Linked DNA regions of Mus musculus: all the other regions are linked to region 1. Evidence: chromatin contacts called from public Hi-C data. All regions are on one chromosome and are shown on one strand. The core of a region is the stretch at or near the end of the contact, and the rest is flanking DNA. Distances in the headings are between cores, read along the strand shown.

Region 1 (4,444 bases), core at 1,345-3,844:
CCCTTGGTCCCTCATAGTTGGCACCAGCTGATTGGTTGCCCTGGTCACATGCTCTGTCTTTGTGTGTCTCAGTGTGTCAGGCAGGTTCCAGGGTTAGTGAATGGGGAAAACACTTGCTGAGCATGCTTGGGCCATTGTGGACTGCTCATCAGAACACACTGATTTACTCCTCCTACATACTGACCCCTTTCAGTTTAGAAGTTGGCAGCTCAGTAGGAGCCAAAGTCCTGTGCTCTGACCTTGTTATCCCACCTCAAGGGGGGGGGGGGGGGGTGACCAACATAGAAAACCGTGCCTGTCTTAGGTTGCCCTGGTTATTGGGATCTTACCTGTCACTGACTACAGGCTCTGGAAGGTCTGCCTCCCTGGACAGCATACCCTGGTGGGGTGGGGTGGTCTATTGGAAAGCCTTTCATGTCTCTGAGAACCATGCTGATATAACCTCCCAGCACTGATATAACCACAAGGAGATTCACAACCATCTGTTCCTCCAGCTTCAGGAGATCCAATGCCATCTTCAGACCTCCATGGGCACATAAAGTACTTATATGCATGGTGCTGGTTGGCTTTTGTCAATTAAACATGAACTTAGACCTATCTGGGAGGAAAGAATGTCAATTGAGGAATTGCCTTCTTCAGATTGTTCTTGATTAATGACTGATGTGGGAGGGCCTAGCCTACTGGGTGGTATCATCCTGGCAGGTGGTCCCGAGTGACATGAGAAAGTAAGCTGAGCAAGCTACAGGGAACAAGTCAGCAAGCAGCACTTCTTTGTGGTCTCTGCTTCAGTTCCTGCCTCTGGGTTCCTGCCTTGAGCTCCTGCCCTGATTTACCTTCATGAGGAACTACAACTGTTAAACTGAAATAAACCCTTTCCTCTCCAAGTTGTTTTTGGTCATGGTGTTGTATCACAGCACTCCAGGGCAAACAATGACATACACACAAACAAACACTCATCCACATAAATCTTTCTGAAAAAAAAATTAAAGATCAAAATGGGTCACTGACTAGCCTCTTATATACATACGTGTGTGTGTGTGTGTGTGTGTGTGTGTGTGTATGACTCTCAAAGACTAAAACTTAGCATTGCTTTTTTTCTTACTTCGGAACACATGTTCACCTTTGAGAGAAGGTGTCAACAATGGCCCAGCACCCTCTGCTCTCTTCCTGACAACCTTCTCACTTTTGCAATGGAAACTGCCATTTCCCTCAGCAAAGTTAAAAATGAGAATATCAATTAATTTAAGCCACCATTCCTGATTCTTAAAAAAATAAATAAATATATACATCAAAAGAGCTATCCATTAAAACAACAAAGGAATCCTAACCTTCTCTTTCAATATATCAATAATCTCTGTGCAGTGATTAAGCCATCATTGCTCTTTGCTCTTGTCAGCCATAACAACATTTCAAGAGTGAGTCTTCTGTGTCGTACTATATGTATTAAAAAGCACAGCTCATCTATGCCTTGGCATTTGTGCTTACACACACATTAGTGAACAGAAGCAATAAGTTTAAAGTAAAATGTTTAACAACAGCTTCTCCTGGGGGCTGTAAAGGCAGCTCGGGTGTTAAGTGCACTGCTCTTGAAGAGGATCAGAGCTTAGTTTCCAGCACCCCGATCAGGCAGCTCACAGCTACCTGTAACTCCAACACAGTGGTATCCCATGACTCTAGCCTTCAGGCATAAGCACATACCCATGCACATATTACTTAAAATAATATTTTGATTTTTAAAAACGATTCTTTTCTTAACCACAGGCTCTTGAACCCTCTCCTGAGCTGCCTCTGCTGCCGTGCTCCCCACCCCCACCTCTGCTTGCCCAGCCTTATTTAAGCAAGAATCCTAAGTCAGTTTAGCACATTTGTTATCTGATCACCCTGGTCTGCTTTCAACCAGAATCCAGTTTAGTGGGTTTAGCAAGAATCCCTCAATCTTTGATAATTCCTCTTAGTAATTATCCACACTCTTGACATCCACACCCCTTCCTCTCCTTGGCTATAAATCACCAACCCCCAAGTTGAACTCAATCTTTTAGTATTTTCAATAAGTATGAAGTGTGTGTGTGTGTGTGTGTGTGTGTGTGTGTGTGTGTGTGTGTGTGTGTGGTGTTTGTTTAAACAAGGTCCAAACAGATCTCCGACTGTAGAATCTTTTTCTGAAATAAGAAGATTTTCGAGGTCTCCTGGAACATGGTTGCTATATTCTCCACAGAGCTGTGGGCAAACAACTCGAAAAAACTTCTTCACACCTACTACGCCCAGGAAACTACATGCTTGGGAGTTAAAGGGCAATACTACAAAAATCTTCAAGTTCGCTTCTTGGTATGCTTGGATCAGCGTTCTGGACAGAACAAGAACGATGAGCCCGGTCACCCCTCCGCGCACAGAGCATTTCTGGATGCCTGAGCGGAAAGGCTGCGGTGTTCCTCCGAGCAAATGCCCACCTCGGCGGCCGCAAGTGAGCCAGCCACCGGGCTAACGCGGCTCGAAGCACCGAGGTCGCCGGAAGCGCCGCCGAGACCTGCTGACGTCACCGCCCCTAGCCCGCCCCTAACACCCTGGGCTCCGCCCACCCCTCCCCTCCCACCACGTGTCCTCGCTCCCTCCCGAGGGGCCGCGCTGGGGCGGCGGGAGCGGTGGAGACGATGGCGCGGTGAATGCCGGGCCACAGCCTTCGTCGCCCTTTGCGGCGACGCCGCCCGCTCGGCCGGGGTGAGTGCGCGCGGGCTGCGGGATCCGGGCGGCTCGTCCTCGAGGCCGGCGGAGGAGGCTGGGCCACGGTGGGGCGGGGGCCGCCGGTGGCAGTGTCGCCTCCGCCGCCGCCTTTGTTGCGGGCCGGCCGGGGAGGTAGGCGGCGTGGGCTGTCGCCGCCCCGCAGGTGGACCGAGGACCTTAGTGGTGGGCGGGGGTGGCGGGAGAGGGTTGGACAAGATGGCTGGAGCGGGCAAGGGCGGCGGCGAGCACCTTCGTGCCGGCCCCTCCCACCACCCGCCCCGCAGCTGGGCACAGGCCGCGGCCAAGTTCAGGTCCCGGGACTCCTGTGACCTCACGAGTGTTCCTACCTCCCCATGCCTCCACCCACCCCAGAAACATTGAAGAAGCTGACTCTGAACTCCGGGAAGATCCTTGCTTGGGAAGTCCCGGGAAATGGAGCTCACAGATGCACACTCTCTGCATACCCAGCAGCTGCCCGCAGTCTCTTCTGGGGAACCTCTTTGTACCAGCCTGAGGAGGCTTCGAATAGAGAGGATTTGCGACCCAGAGGCGAGGAGAAGTCCAGCCAGGTTTGGGTTGGCCTCTGCCACCCAGGCACGCCCCTCTCTGCATCATGGACTTGGCTTTGGGAGGTCCTTTGAGGCAGAAAAACTGTTAAGTTTCTGAAGTAGCTTGTGGACAGCGCCTATGAATCTGGAAAACCCAGGTGATAACTATTTTGGGCTAACTATTTAAATTTCCTATCTAGGCTGAGATACTTTGATGTGGTAGCAAATCAGCACCGCCCTCCTCTGGTCCTGATTCCGTGCTCAAACAGTCCTGGCAGTGGGAACTTCTGCCCATCACTGAGCTGTTTGAAACCTCTTCCCGGGATATTTACCCACTGTTCTAAGTTCTGCCCTTCTGCACAGAGGCTCTGTGAAAACTACTCTGGTCTCCGTGCCACAGGGGGCTCTTTAAATATTTGAAGTTAGCCAGATAAATTATCTGCCCTCAGCCTCTGTAATAATTAAATAAGCCAGCCACCTTTCTGAACCCCTTCCTTCCAGCTGGAAGCAGACAGTGCTTTGACCTAAACAGGTTTGTGTGTGTGTGTGTGTGTGTGCCTGAGCCGCCCTCTCACAGACTAGTTCCCACTGACACCTGATTGTCTGCTAACTCTTGAATGCAGAAATGGAGTCCCGGGCCTACCCTCTGAATTTGACCCTGAAAGAAGAGCAAAAGGAGGAAGAGGTTGAGATCCAAGAGTTGGAGGATGGCCCCATAGATATGCAGAAAGTACAAATCTGCTCAGAAGGCGCATGGGTAAGTAAAGTGTGAGCAGTCCAGCCTGAGAGCCAGGCTTGCTTTGGGGGTCTTCCTCCCGGAGCAGACATGGAAGTAAGAATAGCCCAGTCTCCTGTGTTTACATTCCTGAGAAAACAGCCTGGTGGCTTCAGAAGACAAATAATGGAGGAGGTGGTTAGAGGACAGGACTTCCGGCAGCAAGGCTGATTACAGGTCTCAGAAACTTGTCACTCTTTCAGTACCTGTTTCCCCTGTGCCTGACAATAGCACCATACGTATTACAGGCACCAAATTCATGGAAGACTTGGGTCATAGAGCTGGCATGAGAGGTGTATGTCTCCTAGGTGTGAGTGGAAGTGCCAGGCTCCACAGATTACACAGGTACAGGTGCAACCGTATTTAACACACACATTTATTTACAGTGTTACTAGAGACATGG
Region 2 (4,444 bases), core at 780-3,279, 3.1 Mb before region 1:
TTGAGAAAAACACGTGTATTTTCAGTATTGCTGTAGACAAACATCTACATAAGACTGTTCAATTGATTGTTGTTTTATATCAGACAACTTTGATAATGCTCATTATTTTGTTAAAATTTAAAACATTTTTAAATTTTATAAATTTTAAAGAATATGATAACAAATGAAAGGTATTGAAGGTTTTGAATGGGGGGAGGCTCTCCTGGAGGAGTTGGGGAACAAAAGGGAAAGAAGAATGTGATGTAAGTCTATTTACTCAAAATATGTTTTTAGATGGTAACAAATTCAAATAAATTGAAGTTATATATCTTTTCTATCAAAAAATAGAATATATTAAGTTTTATTCTTTTTTTGTTTCCAGAGTCTCCTTATATATAACTCTGGCTGGTTTGGAACTCACCATGAAGATCAGGCTAATACTATCTAGACCAGGCTTGGCCTCAAACTCGTAGAGATCTGCCTGCCTCTCCCTGTGGAGTACTGACATTAGAGGCAAGCACAACCATGGTTTGAAGAGTACATTACTTTTAAAATTTTTCTGAGAAATCCTTGTCAGCTCCCTTGAAATACTGTTAACACCACGGGCTCTCATAAAGTCAACACTGGAAATTTACTAGAACATAAAATTTGAATTAATAAAAACACTGAGCAAGTATTTTCATGATATTAAATATGTTTGACTGATGATTCAGAATGGTGTTTATATAAACTACATTAAAATAATATAACTTCATGTACACGTTGAGGAAAGTATTTTAAGGGGTTAAAGCACAATGCCAGGTCTGTGGTTCCTTGTATTTATTTAGAGTTCACCACAAACAGCGAATGTTAGGTATTTTACAGTTTCAGACTAGTACTGCATAAAGTATTTCAAATGTATAGCTCAATTTCCAAAATCTTTCCTAAAGATGAACGTGACTGAAGAGGCAAACAGATTAACAAGAATGATTAGAGAGAAATAAAATGCAGACAACTACTTGAATTCAATGCTATTTTTCTTCTTAAGCCAGGACTGTAAACATGTACTTTAAAGCCCATAAATTTAGAAAAAAAAAATTTTTAATCCAGAACATTGTGTCCGATGTTTATCTCTGTAGTTTTGATTACTGGAAAGAAATGGAATGAAATTCTCAGTAATGTTAAAATCAATGCAGCAGCGCCGCCCAGTGAATAAACCGGATATAAAGCTACGTTGCCAGAATTCTCCATGTTAAATTGTACTGTATTTTCAGTGTAGCCATGTTCCATCTACTTATATGAAACTATGTTCTATAATATTGGCTCAAGAATATAACAATTAAAATCTTACCTATTTATTAAAAAAATCAAGTAGTAAAGGTACTCAAAGGATATTAAAACACCCGTGAATAGAGAGTTCTGTATATTCTTTGTTACCTGTAATGTCAGTAAGCCACAGAAATGGCTCACCGATGAGATGAACTAGTGGTTTTGCTCATGTTTGGCAAGTGTAGAATCATATTCCAGTACGTTTATGCTTCTAGATTTATTATCCTATATTGAGTCCTCAAAGTGAGTAAATTAAAGATTTAAATTGGACGTCCTTAACAATGTCTATCCATCCATTCGCTGCCCCGCCCTCAAGCTTTCATGGACCTAAGGAGAAATGATGTGTACAAATATCCAGTGAGGTCAAAATTTGACCCCATCAATGCTTATCAAACAGTAAGACTGTTACTACTACTCCTGGATTCTCTATAATGCCTTTGATTAATTTGGGAACAACACATCCTCTATTGCCTGTTACTCTCTGAGCCTAAGAGAAGGGGCTAGAAACCGTCTGTCTGCCTGCTCGCTATCAGGTACGCTGAAGGCAAAGTTCCAGTCTGGGACAACCCGGTAAACACATCCCGGAACTCCTCCCCCTAACTGCTGCGCTTCCTGGTCTGGCGGAATCGCGGTTCCGGCTAGAAACTATAACCCTGAAGAATGATTCCGCTGATCTGGAGCCTGGCTCGCTGCGCAACTCGTCAAGTCCCACCCACCGTGGGTCTTCTGAGCCTTCTCGGCATCCGTCGCGAAGGAAGCGCGCTGTGCGGAAAGGGGCCGGCCTCACAAAAAAAGGCGGCCGGTTTGAAAAATGACAACGGTCAGCGGCTTTCGGTTGGACGCTCGGTTTTTAACTGTTTTTCCGTGAGCTGCTAGGCCTCCAGGTGAGTTTGAGCGGGTGAGCGTTGGAGGGCCGGGTGCAAGGCCAAGGATCGGGGCATCTGGGTTTACTAACTTGTGTGTTGATTTGACAGGCTCATCTATCCCAGGTTGGTCTCGAACCCCTATATTCCTGAGACTAGCCTTTTTTTATTTATTTATTTAACTTTATTTGTAATTCAATTTTTTTACACTTCATATTCCATTCCCCGCCCCTCCCCATCCACCCTCCGACTGATCCACATCCCAAACTCCTCCCCTCCCCACCCTGTCTCCACATGGATGCCCCCACCCCACCTGATCTCTAAACTCCCTGGGGCCTCCACTCTCTTGAGGGTTAGGTGTATCATCTCTGAATGAACACAGACCCGGCAGTCCTCTATGTGTGTTGGGGGCCTCATATCTGCTGGTGTATGCTGTCTGTTTGGTGGTCCAGTGTTTGAGAGATCTCAGGGATCCAGATTAATTGAGATTGCTAGTCCCCTTACAGGATCGTCCTCCTCAGCTTCTTTCAGCCATCCCTAATTCAACAACAGGGATCAGCTGCTTCTGTCCATTGGTTGGGTGCAAATATCTGCATCTGACTCTTTCAGCTGCTTGTTGGGTCTTTCGGAGGGCAGTCATGTTAGATCCCTTTTTGTGAGCGCTTCATAGCCTCAGTAGTAGTGTCAGGCCTTGGGACTGCCCCTTGAGCTGGATCCCACTTTGGGCCTGTCACTGGACCTTCTTTTTCACAGGCTCCTCTCCATTTCCATCCCTGGAATTCTTTCAGAGAGAAACAATTATGGGTCAGAGGTGTGACAGTGGGATGGCAACCCCATCCCTCACTTGATGTCCTGTCTTTCTGCTGGAGGTGGGCTCTATAAGTTCCCTCTCCCTACTGCCGGGCATTTCATCAAAGGTCCCTTCCTATGAGTCCTGGGAGTCTCTCACCTCCCATCTCTCAAGTGCTGACTTTACGGGCATGAGCCACAAGAATGGCGTCAGTGTGACTTGTTTGAATGCTTGCCAATTTTTTATGTATCTCCATTGCGCCACCATCTCTGGATTAAACCAAGAACCATTTATCAAAAGGCGAAAATATCATAATCCAAAAGTCAGGGAGCTGAATGTACCTGGATCTACGTGGGTGTAACACAAAGCCTTCCCCGTATTTTCCAGGAATGCTTTATCTAGTTCCTCAGAATTGGGAGTTGCTTGCTTAAGTTTGCATTGCAAAGCCAGTTGTATATAATGTAAGTTATGTTGTGCTTAGCACTGAAGTGTTACATATAACGGAGAAATGGGAGCTCCTAGAGGTAATTGTCCTATTTGAACTAAAATGTCAGAGAGCTGTTTTACTGTATATAAAGTATATAGTATCTTTATAGTTAGATGGCCTCTTTCTCTGTATACGCAACACACACACACACACACACACACACAGGAGTTGGAACTGAAATTGCACTATTAAAATGAACACAATTTGCTTCTGAGAAGAGAGCATTATTACTTCTAAGTGCAGTTGTGAGCCTCTGGGTAGCTTTACGTTGGGAAATTGATCCTCAGAAATTCTCAGGCAGGTGTAACACAACATTGGACACTTAGGAGAAGACTTGGAAGGCATTAACTTGGACCAGAAAGAGCATGAGATTATTAAAGGCTTTGGCAACTTCAGTGGGAAAGGCTGGGATTTGTGTGGTAGGTAAGCCCTTTGTACGTTTGTAAGGGTTTGATGGTTTATAAGAATTACCCTGACAGTAGTGTATATCACATCAGCAGAGAGGGGTGTGTGATTATGATTTTATACCCACGTTTTCTGTTATTAATCTATCTCTAATCTAGGTGTGGCTTGTTTTTTTTCTCAAGTAACCCCTTATGTTCTTATAAACAATTTCAAAAACTGAGATGCAGATGAAAAATATTGAATGCTTAATTCAATTTTTTTGCCTCTGAAAGCTTGATGGTTTCAATTGAAGAAATAAACTGACCTCAGGATACGGAACAGAAAAGCCCAGAATCTGATATGTGCCTGAACCCAAAGGAGGACTTGCTACTCGAGCGCAGAAAGAGATTAGTGAGGGGCATGAACTTCTGTAGGGAAAGAGGGTGACTGGAGAGTTACAGCTGTGGCTAGAGGGGATACACAGTAAACGGAGGCTGCCTTGCCATACTGATGGAGTCTCTCATGTCATTGTCCTGATTGTCCTGTAGTGACCTGTACCTGGGCAGGGATCAGAAATGGCTTTTTTTTTTTTTTTTTTTTTTTTTGGTTTTTCCAGACAGGGTTTCTCTCTGT
Region 3 (4,444 bases), core at 998-3,497, 3.0 Mb after region 1:
CAGGGATTGAACTCATGATGCCAGACTTCCACAGCAAGTACCTCAACCTCCTGAGGCAGCCAGGCAGCTCCATTTTATAAATATGCTAGAAACACAATTAGATTTTTAAAAATATCATCTATCTATCTATCTATCTATCTATCTATCTATCTATCTATCTATCTATCTAAATTGTACTGGGTCTCACATTGCAGCCAGGCTGATCTGTAATTCACTGTGTAACTCAGACTGGCTTCAAACTCATGCTGTAGCCTCTTGAGTGCTGGAACTATAGGGATGAGACACCACATCTGAGTCCAGATGAAACACCAACCATCTAATGGAGAATCAACTGGAGAATATATTACAATCCAAATTGTCATAGATGATACCTTCTCATAAACACATGAACATGCTGAATTATATATAAAACTTTTATTTAAACACAAAAATGTTCATCATGGAACTTAAAAGAATATAAAAAGAGAATACTACAAAAGCTAACTACTCAAGTTTGAGTTTCTTACATATAATTGAAAACAAACTAGTAAAGAGCCTGAAAAGAAGAGAATATATAAAGATTAGAAAAACACAGCCTACTGCTCTGGAGAATAAGGAAGCCTTTTGTGTGTGAGAAAACAGTAAATACCCTTTGTGTATATGGTGGTAGGATCCAAATTTACTACACAAATGGGGAAAATTTCCCCTTAAATATAGTTAGTATAATGTGAGTGAGACTTCCAGCAAAACTCTCAACTGAGATACTCTCTCAACTCAGAACCAAGAACTCCCACAGAGCAAAGACTTCTGGAGCTTAGTTCCCACCAGTATCTCCTACAGCATTTGACAAAAGTGAACTCCTTGAGGAAGGGCCAACAGAACAACAAATAGGAGATTTGGAATGTTGCAAGGGGGAAAGTATAATTTTATACAGATGTATTTTATTGGCTTTTATTATCTCTTGCTGGTGCCTTGATTTGCATTCACAAGCAAGGCAAAACCTTTTAAAATACCATAATTACTGACTCTATTAAGATTAGTGATAAATCTTGTCTTATAGAAAATGTATAAATAAAATGTAACAGAAAGCACACAAGTAGGTTTAAAATTGTTGTTGAGTCACTAGTAAATGGTTATTGTGTGCAGAGGGCAAGCTGAATCCACTACCAGATTGTGACTAATACATTCTATTCTGGAGTTAATGTATATCTGTTTACACATTTAGTCTATGTTCAAAACTTGAACGAAACTAATCCTTTTGGATGGTATTTTGCCTTTCAAATATATTGAAAATAAACTCATCTTTAAGATAAGCATGTGTGGCATCCTTGAATTTTGGAAAACCTGTTACATTTCAAAGTTCAAAGATTACAAGAAAGATGTCAAACTTTTTTCTGATACTTATATAACTGAACTGCTCATTTCAATTGCTGGTGTCATATTTTATTTTCCAGTATACTCCTTTACTTCAACTTGATTAAAAATATTGACTCTCGAGTCGAAAATTAATATTCTTTAAAAAAATTTTCAATGTAGCCAATGTAATGTTTTCAGTTGTTTTTAGTAAAAATAATGAAAAAAAGAAATGGTTTAAAAAACGCTGACCTACACATACATGGACAAGCTTTGCATCTTCTAATTTTCTAAACTCTGCTTAAAACGGAGAAATGGAAGCTCAAGAAGATAGCTTTAGACAAAAGAAAAAAAAATCACCATTTAGGACTTGAGTGTGGTGTGTTGAGGGACTTCTATAGGCAGGAGGAGACCAGCAAAATATCTTGGCATAAGGATTAGGTTCTTAGACTCATTCATCATAGAAACAAGAAATCGAAATCTGCTAGATGTTATTGTCTAGAAGTGAACTGGCCAATGCTTAAATCTCAACCCTACACCCTGTTTCTCCATGACTTAGAACCTACAAGCCAAGGATGCTCCGGTACCGCCCACCTCCCAGGCAATACAGGCTCCGCCCAGCTAGTCAGGCAGTTCCGACCTGTAGGCCTCCTCTGTCACTGCCGCTCTACCTGTTTTCCTCAACCCTTCCTCATATTCCCATAACCCCCACTTCCCCCCAAAGATATAAAGCAAGAAGAACTGGAACGTGTAGCAGAGGCCTGTGAGTGGAAGCGAAGGCCGTGCTTTTGTAGTCCACCGAGTCAGGCTTTCAGGCATCGCTCGGGGCAGCCCCACAGGTACCGGGTCCCTGAATGCAGAGGGAGGCCTAGCGCCACAGTTCGGCACGCTGATTGGCTGTTCGCCGCGCCACTGAAGGAACCCGGATGTGCCTGTGGAGCTGTGTTGGCAGTCTGCGCGCGGAGATTTGGGCACTCTTTGGGTGCCCAGGGCTAGGCGGATGGCTCAGGATTGGGCGGGCTTCTCTGAGGAAGAGCTGAGGAGACTAAAGCAGAATAAAGGTAAGGTGTACTTGCGCGCGGGTGTGGAGTCTCGAGTCTGAAGGACAGGAGGCCGTCTTAGTGGGCGAGGGGGCGTGGGGGCTGGAACTCCAAGTTGGGGGACAGGGGTGGTGGGATTCCCTAGGTGTCTTTGCTGCAGAGGCCAGAGGGACGGCCCAGGGGTTTCTCTTTTAGCATCTGTTTTCTGATGATTTGATGTTTTCCTGTAAAAAGGAATGAGGTTAGGAAGAGAAAGCGAAGCCACCACCTGAATGGCCCCTAAGGGAGGCTTTTAACCCAAACCAATGGTTGTAAACTTGGGTTCAGGGTGAATGAAGACTAATACTGCATATACAGCATCATAATTGTGAACTTATAAAACCAGATATTTGGGAAAGGTGTCATGAGAGTGAATCAACGCAGAAGAAGTGGTATTTATGATCCATCCGCATTGCCTTTACTTCTGGCTACCAGATGAGTTTGCATTTCTTTCCAGTTCTTGGGAGTCAGCAAACTAAAAGGACTTTTCGAGAGGTTAGATTTGAAGTGCGTGTGTGTATTTGTGTGTACATGCACAGTGCACTTACATGTCTGTCTCTTCTGCCTTCAGGGACAGTGGAAATCTGCTGCCCCGGATGGGGCGGGGGGCTTTCTGGAATAATTATAGATCACTGTATGGGCTTGCGATAACGCTGCTTCTGATTTATTAAGTTTTCCAGTACTTGGTAGGAAAGGATGTAAAATGCTCTTGACCTGTGATTGCAATTTCACAAAAATGTCTGTGGTAGGCTTGGAAATGCCCATCACTTCTGTGAGAACTTTGTGCCACTCTTGGCAACATTTTAAAAAGTACCTTAAGGATAAAATTAAATTCTTCCATGTCTATAGTTTGTGAGATATCTGGATATGTCTTGGGTACTTGGAATATTTAGCCTAGATATGTGAATTATCTAGGACTGACAGGTGCAGAAGGAAGTAAATTACTAACATGGGGTCAATGTGGGGAAGACTGGACTGGCTGATCTTTCTTAGTACTGTCATGGAATTATCATGTCAGATGTGTTCCAACTGATTCTGTCCAGCTGGCTGTTTTCAGGTTCTTTCCTTCTGTAACTCATTCTCCATTCATATACCTATATGTACAAATGCAGGCACCTAGATCTGATCTGACTCAGTTCTCAGTATTTGAATCAGGTGTGTTGTCTGGTCCAGGGGCCTCTTCCGTCCTTGTCATGGGGAATGCTAACCTGCCATGAAGCACAACGTCTGCCTTAGAGATGTCAAAAGTAGCAGGACATCTTTGCCCTTAGAGACCTTGTAGATTCATGAGACAGACAGTACAATAAGGTGGTAGCCATAGAGCAAGTTCACGCTGAGGATTTAATGGACACTGGGGACATTTCATGGAGGTTGAATCTTGGCTTTAGCTTGATTTGACAAAGGTTTAATGTAGGACTCCAATATGTTTGTTATCTAAAAAGTATATTTTAACTGTTTAATTTGGATTTGGTTAGAAGGTGATGAGAACCTAAACTTTAAGGCCCGTCACTTGGTCATGAAACGCTAGACTGTGGGTATAAAATCACTCATCTATGACATCTGTAAGAACAGAAGTATCTTCCAGTTTTTATGTAGCCATAGTGGAACACAGTGATCAGAACAAAAATACCAAGTCTCCTTGGTTTCCCATTTTTAAAGCTGCAGAAATCGAGTCCTCCTCGCAGCTGTTAAGAATGCAGTTAAATAATCTAGGAAGATGGGATCTGTTGCCAGCCAAAATAAGTACAGGGTGCTTTTGAGACACTCGAATGCATAAATGCATGTGCAGTCAAGAATGTTCTTAGCCACCTTGTTTATAATATCCAAAAGTTAGAGACAAACGAGTTGTTTGCTAGCAGATGAGAGGATACATAATATGTGTTAGATCTATTGGTGGGACTCTATTAATCGCTAGTCACATTCATTAATAATGAATTTGTATAAATTACATGAATATTTGCAAAAGCAAGTTGTGGCTGAGTAGATAATAGTCTAAAAGAGTTTATATATGAACAAAATTAGGGAAAGCAGGT

Evidence for each region. Hi-C and Micro-C count contacts between places; a contact is called where the count stands out from the background.
Region 2: a Hi-C map of B cells shows a contact between it and region 1, with 6 read pairs. The contact joins the promoter of Nuf2 here to the promoter of Pogk in region 1. A contact is called at or near these places in 1 of 39 promoter capture datasets (pre-B cells) and 1 of 484 Hi-C or Micro-C datasets (B cells).
Region 3: a contact with region 1 is called in a Hi-C map of CD4 T cells, with 4 times the contacts expected there. The contact joins the promoter of Gorab here to the promoter of Pogk in region 1. A contact is called at or near these places in 1 of 39 promoter capture datasets (liver) and 1 of 484 Hi-C or Micro-C datasets (CD4 T cells).

Annotation. Positions count from the first base shown.
Region 1 is chr1:166,407,978-166,412,421 of GRCm38.p6, reverse strand. It overlaps Pogk (pogo transposable element with KRAB domain), which reads left to right and starts at 2,594. Exons shown (of 6, transcript NM_175170.4): 1 at 2,594-2,715; 2 at 3,091-3,424; 3 at 3,890-4,023. The coding sequence starts at 3,406.
Region 2 is chr1:169,529,049-169,533,492 of GRCm38.p6, reverse strand. It overlaps Nuf2 (NUF2, NDC80 kinetochore complex component), which reads left to right and starts at 2,029. Exons shown (of 15, transcript NM_001355159.1): 1 at 2,029-2,171. Gm34624 (a long non-coding RNA gene) reads right to left here and starts at 1,916. Exons shown (of 3, transcript XR_373698.2): 1 at 1,396-1,916.
Region 3 is chr1:163,401,472-163,405,915 of GRCm38.p6, reverse strand. It overlaps Gorab (golgin, RAB6-interacting), which reads left to right and starts at 2,247. Exons shown (of 5, transcript NM_178883.6): 1 at 2,247-2,393. The coding sequence starts at 2,333. It overlaps Gm24940 (a small nuclear RNA gene), which reads right to left and starts at 3,633; the gene lies at 3,514-3,633.